2 separate regions of the Triticum aestivum genome follow, and region 2 is linked to region 1. A link is a contact called in public Hi-C data. All regions are on one chromosome and are shown on one strand. Each heading gives the region's core, a stretch centred on a gene start, on an enhancer-like site or on the middle of the called end of the contact. The rest is flanking DNA. Distances are from core to core; before and after follow the strand shown. Region 1 has its middle 12 kb from the start of LOC123107384. Region 2 holds the start of LOC123107385 (transcription factor bHLH137).

Region 1 (4,477 bases), core at 1-2,500:
TTTTTGCCTCCCTTCGGCGCCGATGTCGATCTACTTCATAACCAGTGGAGCTAGGGCCATATGGGGGCATGGTGGATCCCGACCCTTACTGACAGGAGCACTCTATTTTTAGATATGTTTTTAGTTTGGTTAGATTTTCTGTCCTGCTCAGGAAAACGAGACAATTGTGGCTTCCTGAAGATGGAATAAGTTTCTCCTTACCTAGCCTCCATTCCAACGGTGCGTCTAGCGTCATCGGAGGGCATGTGGAGGTGTGTCTGCGGCAGATATTGCGGGATTCGATCAATGCTTGTCTTCAGTGGATCTGATTGGATCCGACCTCTGTTCGTCTGCGTTCATGTCTACAGGTTGAATCCTTTTGATCTATGCGTCTCTTCATCTACGACGGTTGCCGTTCTGGTGCGCTGGTCTTATGGGGACTTAGTACGACTACTTCCCGGCTGTTTACTAGAACAAAGTTTGCCCAGCTCCGATGAAGGAGGGGTGATGGCGACGACGCGCCTTTGTCTCGTTTCAGTGCTTATAGTAGTCACTAGATGGTCTACAGATATGGATGTAATCTGTGTTACTTTTGATATTTTTTGTACTGCATTGATAGTTGATGAACAGATTGAATATTTTTCAAAAAAAAAAAATCGCCACTTCACAATCGAACTAGCTAGCGAGGTCGCAGCTGGCCGACCGGTTCTGGTCATCGGGCAACAAACCTGCAGTCACTTCACACAGCAAGGCATCGATGGATGGATGGACCTCGATCGATCGCCCGGGTCTCCGTCCGTCCAATCGAAATGCACATATATAGTCCCCGCGGCATCCGTTATCGATCAACGCACGTACCCGCGCTGGCCGCAGGCAGCTGTATCCATCCGTCCGTCGTCAAAGGATGAAATCACCGTACCATCTGTCCCCCTGGCCCTTCCGCCGGACGACACGGCGAGCTCTGGCCCGCGGCGCCGTGCCGGCCGGCCGGCGAGCCCGCCCGCCCGCCCGTGTGCACACGGACATATATGTCAGCGCGCCCGAAACGCACGCGAATGCATGGCAGGTGGCCGCTGCCCGTTGATCGGATGGCGCGCACACCGGCAGCGCAGCATGGGCGCGTGACGGTGTCGTCCTAGGACTGCAGCGGTCGCCGTCCGCCGGCCGGGTCGACGTCGGCCAGCTGCTTGATTACCATCGATACCGATCGGTTGGCCGGGTGTGGGCGCGGAGGTCTCGCGGGGGAGGAACACGTACGCCCGGACCGCTCGACAAGGACGCTGCCAGCTGATCCACCACCCGTCTCGTCTTTGATGATTGAAGGTCGGTTCGGGTGGATCGTTGACTCATCGGTTGCCGCCTTGGCGGTGAGCGATAATGATTGATCGAGAGAGAGAGAGAGAGACGGTGTACGTGCGTTTGTGTGTCCGTGGACGTGGCATAATTTGTGACGGAGCTACCTAACTAGCTGGAAAACTGTGGTTCCACGGGATCAATGCATGTGCCGACAACAAGATAGTCTGCAGACCAGCTTTCATGTACGATCGTGGTTGAGGCCTTGAGGCTTTTCTTGAGAACATCTTTTTTTTTTTTGAGAGAGAGACAGGACATCTTGAAGGCTAGCTATACCACTGTAACCTACACATGGCATCGAATTGAAGGTGCTCTTAGACTGTTGACCCCGGCCTGGTGGTAGGCTGGACGTAAATACCATCGAACCGGAGATGGTCCTCCAGCGTACATACAGTATATCCGTACGTACGCATGCATGCATGCATATGTGGACCAATTGCAATGGTCGATGTAAAAAAGGCACATGCACGCATATACTCCATAGGTTATGGGCCAACGATGTAGATGGCCGGTACATCACACATATCGGTGACAAAGCTACCACGCATGCAGTGCACGATGAGAATTACCAGGACGCACGTACGTACATGCAGCCTCCATGCCGCGCTGCCTGCTCTCCGTGCCCTTTTGCGCGGAAAACATGCCGTGGTGGTGCGTGCGTGCGTACGTACGTACGTGCGTGCATGCTCAGCTCGAAAGCCGATACCGATCGAAACAGTGGCTGCTCGTACAAATACGACGGCTAAAAGCCACGTAAACTGCGTCGCAGCATGCAAGAGCGGGCTGCGATCGATCGCAGCTAGCACAGTGACCTGATGAGGTCCAGACGCATGCATTTAATTACGCGGAAGCCCACCACCATCAACCGCCTAGCAGCCTGGCCTGGCCCTGCAGCCGCCTGCCGGCCGATCGATCGGTTGCGCTACTTGAATGCACCTACCGTCATGCATGCATGCATGGAATCATCCATCGGTCGACGTGGGTGCGAGAAAGCCTCTACAGAGCCATCCCCAAGTAATTTCGGGATCGCCAGCCCACATTAGCGTGAGTTTTTTCTTTCCTCGCAGAAGATCTATATAGATCTATAATAGTAGATGTTCATCAGAACTACGATGCACCTCAAACGTAATAAAAATTACCACCTCCGTTTCAAAAAATAAATAAAAGTTACCATCGAACGACCACTACCATCATCAGATCACCACTGTTATCGCTCTCCCTATCAAAGCAGGCTTGCCCTTGTCCCCTAGGCACGAGTTAATTGTTTTTTTATAGTCTTAATCAATTTGTTGGATCAATGGATTGAAGTGCAACTATTATGGGTTCACCTTCCTCCTCCCTCCAGCCATGACCCTGTTGCAGGCCGCCCCACCTTGCCAGAGTTACTTTCTCTACGATGCCCTCACCGCACTCTGGAATCCTCTAAACCTTCCCACATCTGATATTTCCCTGACAGCACCACACCCCCACCCAAACCAATGAACCCGTTGCCGCTCCTCCACCAGCAATGCCATGGCCAGCCGCATCGCTCGCCCTGGTTCTGGTGTGGCCCTGGCCATTGAAAACTTATTTCTAATACAAATCCGATACTAATATATTTTCGTCTCATATAACTTAAATTTTAATATTCAAATTTATTTCAAAATATGAAGGCCTAACAAATGCAGATCATAGAACGGAGGGAGTGGGTTAGGCCAACTCCACCGCACGACCCCAAACGAACGTCCGTTTTGCCCGGATTATATCCGTTTGGGTAGGGCAATGGGGTCGTGTCCGGGCCGTTTCTGAGATGCGGTGGTCGTGCGCCCAACGCGCGGACGCATCCCGGCCGCATTCTGTCCGCGTATATTTTTTTTGCAAGCCCTTAACTTTTTTTCATCATTCATTTTTGGTACATGGGGATACATCACCAAATTTTGACTAGAAAAGCAAGACAAACAAAGCAAGAACCACAAGAATACATTTTAGAAGATATCCAACTTCCATAACTGTCCCTGTAAGTTGGATTAGTGCCTTCTCGATGCAGTCATTGTTTAATTTATCTGCGGAGGAGGCTCGATCTTGCGTGCTTCTGTCTTCTTTGAGTCTAAAGAAGCAGAGGTTGCTTCCTCACATCTAGTCTCATGCCTAGCCTCTAATCTAGCAACAAATGCACTAGTCTCATCTCTAGCCTCTATGCTAGCTAAAAGTGCACGAACATCTACTAAATTGCGATCTATCAATATATCGATGTACTCTTCTTCCCAATACCAAAACTTGCATCCATGCTACACAATAAAATTTTAAGTTAGCACAACTAGTCAAATCTAAGAGCACAAGCCGAAGCTACAAAGAGCACATACCCCATCGTTTAAGCACTTGATGAACACCCATCCAGGATGTTCCAGCGTTGTAGACACGCGGCGCACGACCTTCTTTGAGCAGTGGTCTCACTTAATGAGTGGCAACGGTGCGCCGACGAGCTTTTGGGCTAGCACCGAGCCCGGCCGACCACCATTCGTGTATCTGCCGACGTACCACCGACGGTGTAGATCCGAGCGGCTAGAGGAGGAGCCACTGCCTACATGCAGCCTTGCGGCCCTGCCAGGGCCTTCCGGCCCGATGCCCGGCCAGTCCATGGCGCGGCGGAGGAAGAGTGGGGAATAGTTGAGAAGAGTGGGGGGGGGGTGCGGCCGGAGGGAGGGAGGGGGCGGATAGAAAAAGGCGCCCCTGTGCCACCGGCGGGCAGGCCAGGGAAGGATAAGCGCAGACGCCGCGCCCGTCCGCGTGCTGTCTGTTTCACCCCAAAAGTGGCGCAAACTTGAGCCGGTGCTGGGTCGAAAGCGGACAGAAAACGGACAAAAGTCCGTTTGCGCCCGCGCGCTGGGCCGTCTGATTCGTCCGTTTTACCCCAAACAGACGCACGCGGACAGAATGGGGTCGCGCTGTGAAGTTGGCCTTACTACACTACTACTTTTTCAGAGAGCTTGAAATAAGGGATTGGCTAGATGTTAGGTGACTGAAAATCTAATTTGGGTCAGTCGATTCGCTATGAGCCGTTAGATGCAAGATGAAGAGCCAGGTCGGGATCTTCAACCTCCGTAATGATTCACTGTTCATCTTCTTCAACATCGAACTGCCTATATACATCAGGCCTAACCACCCT
Region 2 (4,470 bases), core at 1,534-4,033, 96 kb before region 1:
CTTGTTGGACAAGGAAGTAGCATACATGGTAGTGATCGATCTCCGCACGATGTACCGGTGGTGTCGATCCCCAAGGATCCACAACCTAGAGAAGAGGACGGTGTTGGGTCAATTGTTCCTAGATGTCCGCCTAAGTCGCAGAATAACCAACCGCTGTTTCTGCTACCGAAGCACCACTAGCCCAACGAAGACACAACCAACTCCTTCTTTGGAACACCCTCTTTGCACAAAAAAAACTGTTTATTACAAAGAAACACCCTACTGGATCTGCTATTGGTCTTGTCCCTCTAGAAAACAGTTAATGGTAGTAATTATTTTTCACTCATAAAAAGAGAAGTGCCACATTCAAATTTCATTTCCACTTGATCATACGGAAAAAGAGAAGGGCCACATTCGAATTTAATTTCCAGCGAGAGCTCTCCAGGCTCGTGGAGCCAATAGTTGCATATATGAGACATCTGGAATATACTTCTAGGGTTGTTTGGAACTTTGGATGGAGACGGATTTGGTTGGGCAGAGGTCCTCAAGAACCATGCTCACATCCAACAGCTTGCCCGTTGCTCATGCCCGTAACAGACTAGATATCCATGGATATTCATAGAGCAAATACAAACAGTATTTGCAATAATTATTTATACAATTGCAACAACAAAAATAAATCCCTAAATAAAATATAATACATAATATTTATTTAGTCTTGCATTGCACACAAAGTAGTGTTTAATTTTCAAAGGGTTTAGGATCACTTACATGTGGATCCCACATTTTAGCCCGGTACTTATGGAGCAAAATCCATGCCCATTGCCGAGTATCATGGGAAGGTTACTCGGCAAATGTCGGGACACGTGGCAGCATTCAGGGAGCATTGTTTGCCGAGTCATAATAGTTGGCAAAGTCCTATGTCGAGAACCAGGGACACTATACTAGGCATATACTTATACCACATGGCGACTCGTCGTGCCGGCCCGTGTTTGCAAAGCACTGGAGGTAGACACTCGGCAAACCAAGGTGCCATGTGGCATCGCCGTTTCCATCGGTTGGCCGTCTGACCTTTATATTCCCGAGCACCCTCGTATGACACTCGGCAAAAGCTTTGCCGAGTACCTTGACAATCGACGCTCAGCATACTCCGTGTTGCCGACATGGTATAAGCCGAACAGTCTTTGCTGAGTGTGACACTCGCCAAAGCTGTTACCGAGTCTTTTTTGGCCATCGCCGAGTATTTCTGGTACTCGACCAACAAGGCTTTCCCTGCAGTGTGCTCAACACATGCGTTTGCTGGTGCCTGCCCACGAAAATACATGGACCAAAAATACCCTCGATACCCCTCTAGTGGTCACGGTATACCCTATAGATAAAATTGATAGCTTTAATGTGCATGGAATCACAAGCTTTTTGTTCACTTTTGATTTATGCAGATAATTCTTCCTTGTTACAGTACAATAGAGGAAAAAAAATCCCTCCCCAAATCGTGCTTGTATTGTTCATCGCACACGTTCCTATTTAGAAATAGCCAATTCACATTTACATTTAAAAAAGTTTACTATTCTTTTCAATTAGTAATTTGACTGAAATACTCCCTTTATATACATTATAATAAAAGAAATAGTTGATTCTCAGCTGACTGATAATTAGCGAAATCGTATACTTAGGACATGTACAATGGTTGATAAATTTGTCTTATCTTATGTCCGCCATGTAATCTAGATAAGGCAATAACAAATAATGTGCAATGGATCATTCTTAGTCTTGTCTCCAATAACTAGATATTCCTAAATATGTGGTGACAATTGTTCCTAAGAGATGATCTCTTAATTAAGAGAATGCAAACCTTTTTTTTTATGGTTTCTCTTTGTTTCACCTCGTCCATTATTCTATGTGGCACTTCTAAGATAGCATCATTGTACATGTCCTTAATCCTATTTCATCGAGACAACGGCCCCTCCTGATCAAACGATTCCCAGGAAAGTTCTAGCTGAATTCTGCAAATGCGGGCGAAACCACAAACGGAAAGAAAATTAACACGTGCCCGGCGACTGACATGCATGGAAGCGGTAGTATTCTCACCGAGAAGACTCTTTTGACTACCGTCCGAAAAAATCTGTCACAGCACTTGAGTATTATGTAGTTAATACTCACTGTCATGGGGGTTTCAGGCTTTCAGCTTGCAGTTATTGATGCAGCGACTTTATATGCACAGCACAGTGCACAGGTTATCTTTTAAGATCACTTAATTACCTTTGCAGGTTATGTCTCAGAAGGTAGCTAGATTTAAAGGCAGATGCTTTTCTCTGAGACAAGAGGGTACTAGTACAGTCAATTGACCAAGCTAATGCACCTACTTAAACAAATTAAAATAGTACTCCCTGTATAAAGACATATAAGAGCGTTTAAATCAAAATCTAAAATGTGTAGTATGTGGCCAAAGTAGGAAAAATGTGTTGTGTGCTTCCACACTCAGCTTGGGAGACAGAAAAGAGAAAGGGGCTCCAACCTATCAGATTAAAACACCCCAGCCCCTCCCCCATCCCACAAAAATTTCCTATCAATCAACTAAAATCATATATGATGGGCATCTCCTCCATTATTAATTTCCATCCTACAACAAGAGACATGGGGGCCCTTTCTCAACACTGCCCACACTGCCATCTTCCCCATTAATAGAGATGCAGTGATGATTTGGTCTTATCATGCATCTCTCTCCCACTTCCTCTCTCTCTCTCTCTCTCTTTCTCTCTCTCTCTCTCTACCATTATACCCCTCCCCAACTTTTATATAAACCGGCAGGAGGGACATCAAGGAGCCAAAAACTTGCTGTTGGCTCTTCTCTGAACCCCTCCTCCTTGCCAAGAAAACCTCATCTCCAACACAAGGGTAGCTAGCTAGCTTGTGGCTGTTGGGCAATGGCAGGATTCTCACACCTCCCGCAGCAGATGGAGTATGGCCTCACCAATGCCGGCAGCTTCTTGCTCTGCCATGGCAACCCTGAGGACGCTCCAGCAGCAGCAGCAGCCTCACGGGAGGGCTCATCTGTGGTTCTTGACACCCCTCTTGTGGCCACTGCTTCTGTGGAGAAGAAGAGGAAGCCCAAGGAGGACACTACCAGCCTCAACTCTGCCCACTCCAAGGTACCATATGTATAGCAGATTTATTGAACCTTCTATGTTTGTTCTGAAACACATTCATTTAGCAGTACACATGTTGCTTATGGATAGTATTGTTTGTGACTGAAAAATAATTTAGGAAACCAAGGAGAGTACTAGGAAGAGGGGAGGCAAAAAGCAGGGCAAGGAGATGGATGATGATGAGGAGGAACCAAAGGGGTACATCCATGTGAGGGCAAGGAGAGGGCAGGCAACAGATAGCCACAGCCTTTCAGAGAGGGTACTACTGGTGTTCTTCACTATATTTTCTCTTGTGTGGTTGTAGCTATCTTAGCTTGGTTTTTGGGGCCTATTTTTGTTACTCATATGCTGTGGCATTTTGTTTTCTTGCTTCAGGTGAGGAGGGAGAGGATCAGTGAGAGGATGAGGATGCTGCAGTCCCTGGTCCCTGGCTGTGACAAGGTTGTAAGTTAGTTGACCACTCCTAATTAGAATCACCACTGCACTTGAAATAACTTGTTGTGCGTGGGGTACTAACTTTAGAAGGAAAAATGTGCACTGCTTTGTGTATAGGTCACTGGTAAGGCTCTCATTTTGGATGAGATCATCAACTATGTGCAGTCACTGCAAAACCAAGTTGAGGTACTGAAGTTAGAAAAAAACTATCAATATTTATATAGGGAAAGCACTTAAGCCTTGGAGATGTCTTTAGTTAATTAACAAGTTCTCATTTGCCATTCAGTTCCTGTCCATGAGGATTGCTTCCCTGAGCCCTGTGGTGTATGGTTTTGGCATGGAGAGTGAGGCTGCCTTCAGTGACCAATCACAAGTATGAGTTAATCAATATGCAAGCTCAAATATATATATGATCATTGTGATAGACCATATATTTTTCTCAACCTTTCTTATTAAAAAACTTGCACATTTTGGAAATAAATTTGTTGTTTCAGAAGATTGAAGGCATGTTCCATGACGCAGCTGCATTACCTACTGGTCCTCCCATGAACAGATCATCTAGCCCAGCTCCATATCAGGCCATGATGGACACCGGCACCTCCTCCTCCTCCCCAACCTACTCACTTCAAGGCACCCAGGTTTGGCCACTTTCTCTCTCTAGAGATCTACATGATCGATCATTCAGGACCCAATTCCAAAGCACTGTTCAATGTACATGCCTGCCGTGCTGAATGAGGCTGCCCATGTGTGCATGATTTTCCAGGACAACGGCAGCAGCAGCAGCAGCTACATGATGCAAACAGTAGGTGAGCCGAGGCACGAACTGTTCAATCAAGTGGTGTTCAGTAACTACATGTGCTCCTTCCAGCAGTGAAAGGAAGGACCCTACATTTGACAACGTCTAGGTAAA

Evidence for each region. Hi-C and Micro-C count contacts between places; a contact is called where the count stands out from the background.
Region 2: a Hi-C map of leaf shows a contact between it and region 1, with 2.9 times the contacts expected there. The contact joins the promoter of LOC123107385 here to the enhancer-like site in region 1. A contact is called at or near these places in 3 of 5 Hi-C or Micro-C datasets (leaf, root and an unstated tissue).

The regions. Positions count from the first base shown.
Region 1 is chr5A:503,290,729-503,295,205 of IWGSC CS RefSeq v2.1, reverse strand. No RefSeq gene overlaps it. Among protein-coding and RNA genes, the nearest start is that of LOC123107384, 12 kb to the right of the region's middle. Within about 2 kb of position 1,250, at least 2 of the 8 cell types and tissues checked have an H3K27ac peak or open chromatin away from gene starts, as enhancers often do. A contact at or near this core is called in leaf, where this site is marked.
Region 2 is chr5A:503,387,971-503,392,440 of IWGSC CS RefSeq v2.1, reverse strand. It overlaps LOC123107385 (transcription factor bHLH137), which reads left to right and starts at 2,783. Exons shown (of 8, transcript XM_044529373.1): 1 at 2,783-3,128; 2 at 3,244-3,384; 3 at 3,501-3,569; 4 at 3,678-3,746; 5 at 3,847-3,933; 6 at 4,058-4,198; 7 at 4,324-4,465. The coding sequence starts at 2,904. The coding sequence ends at 4,434.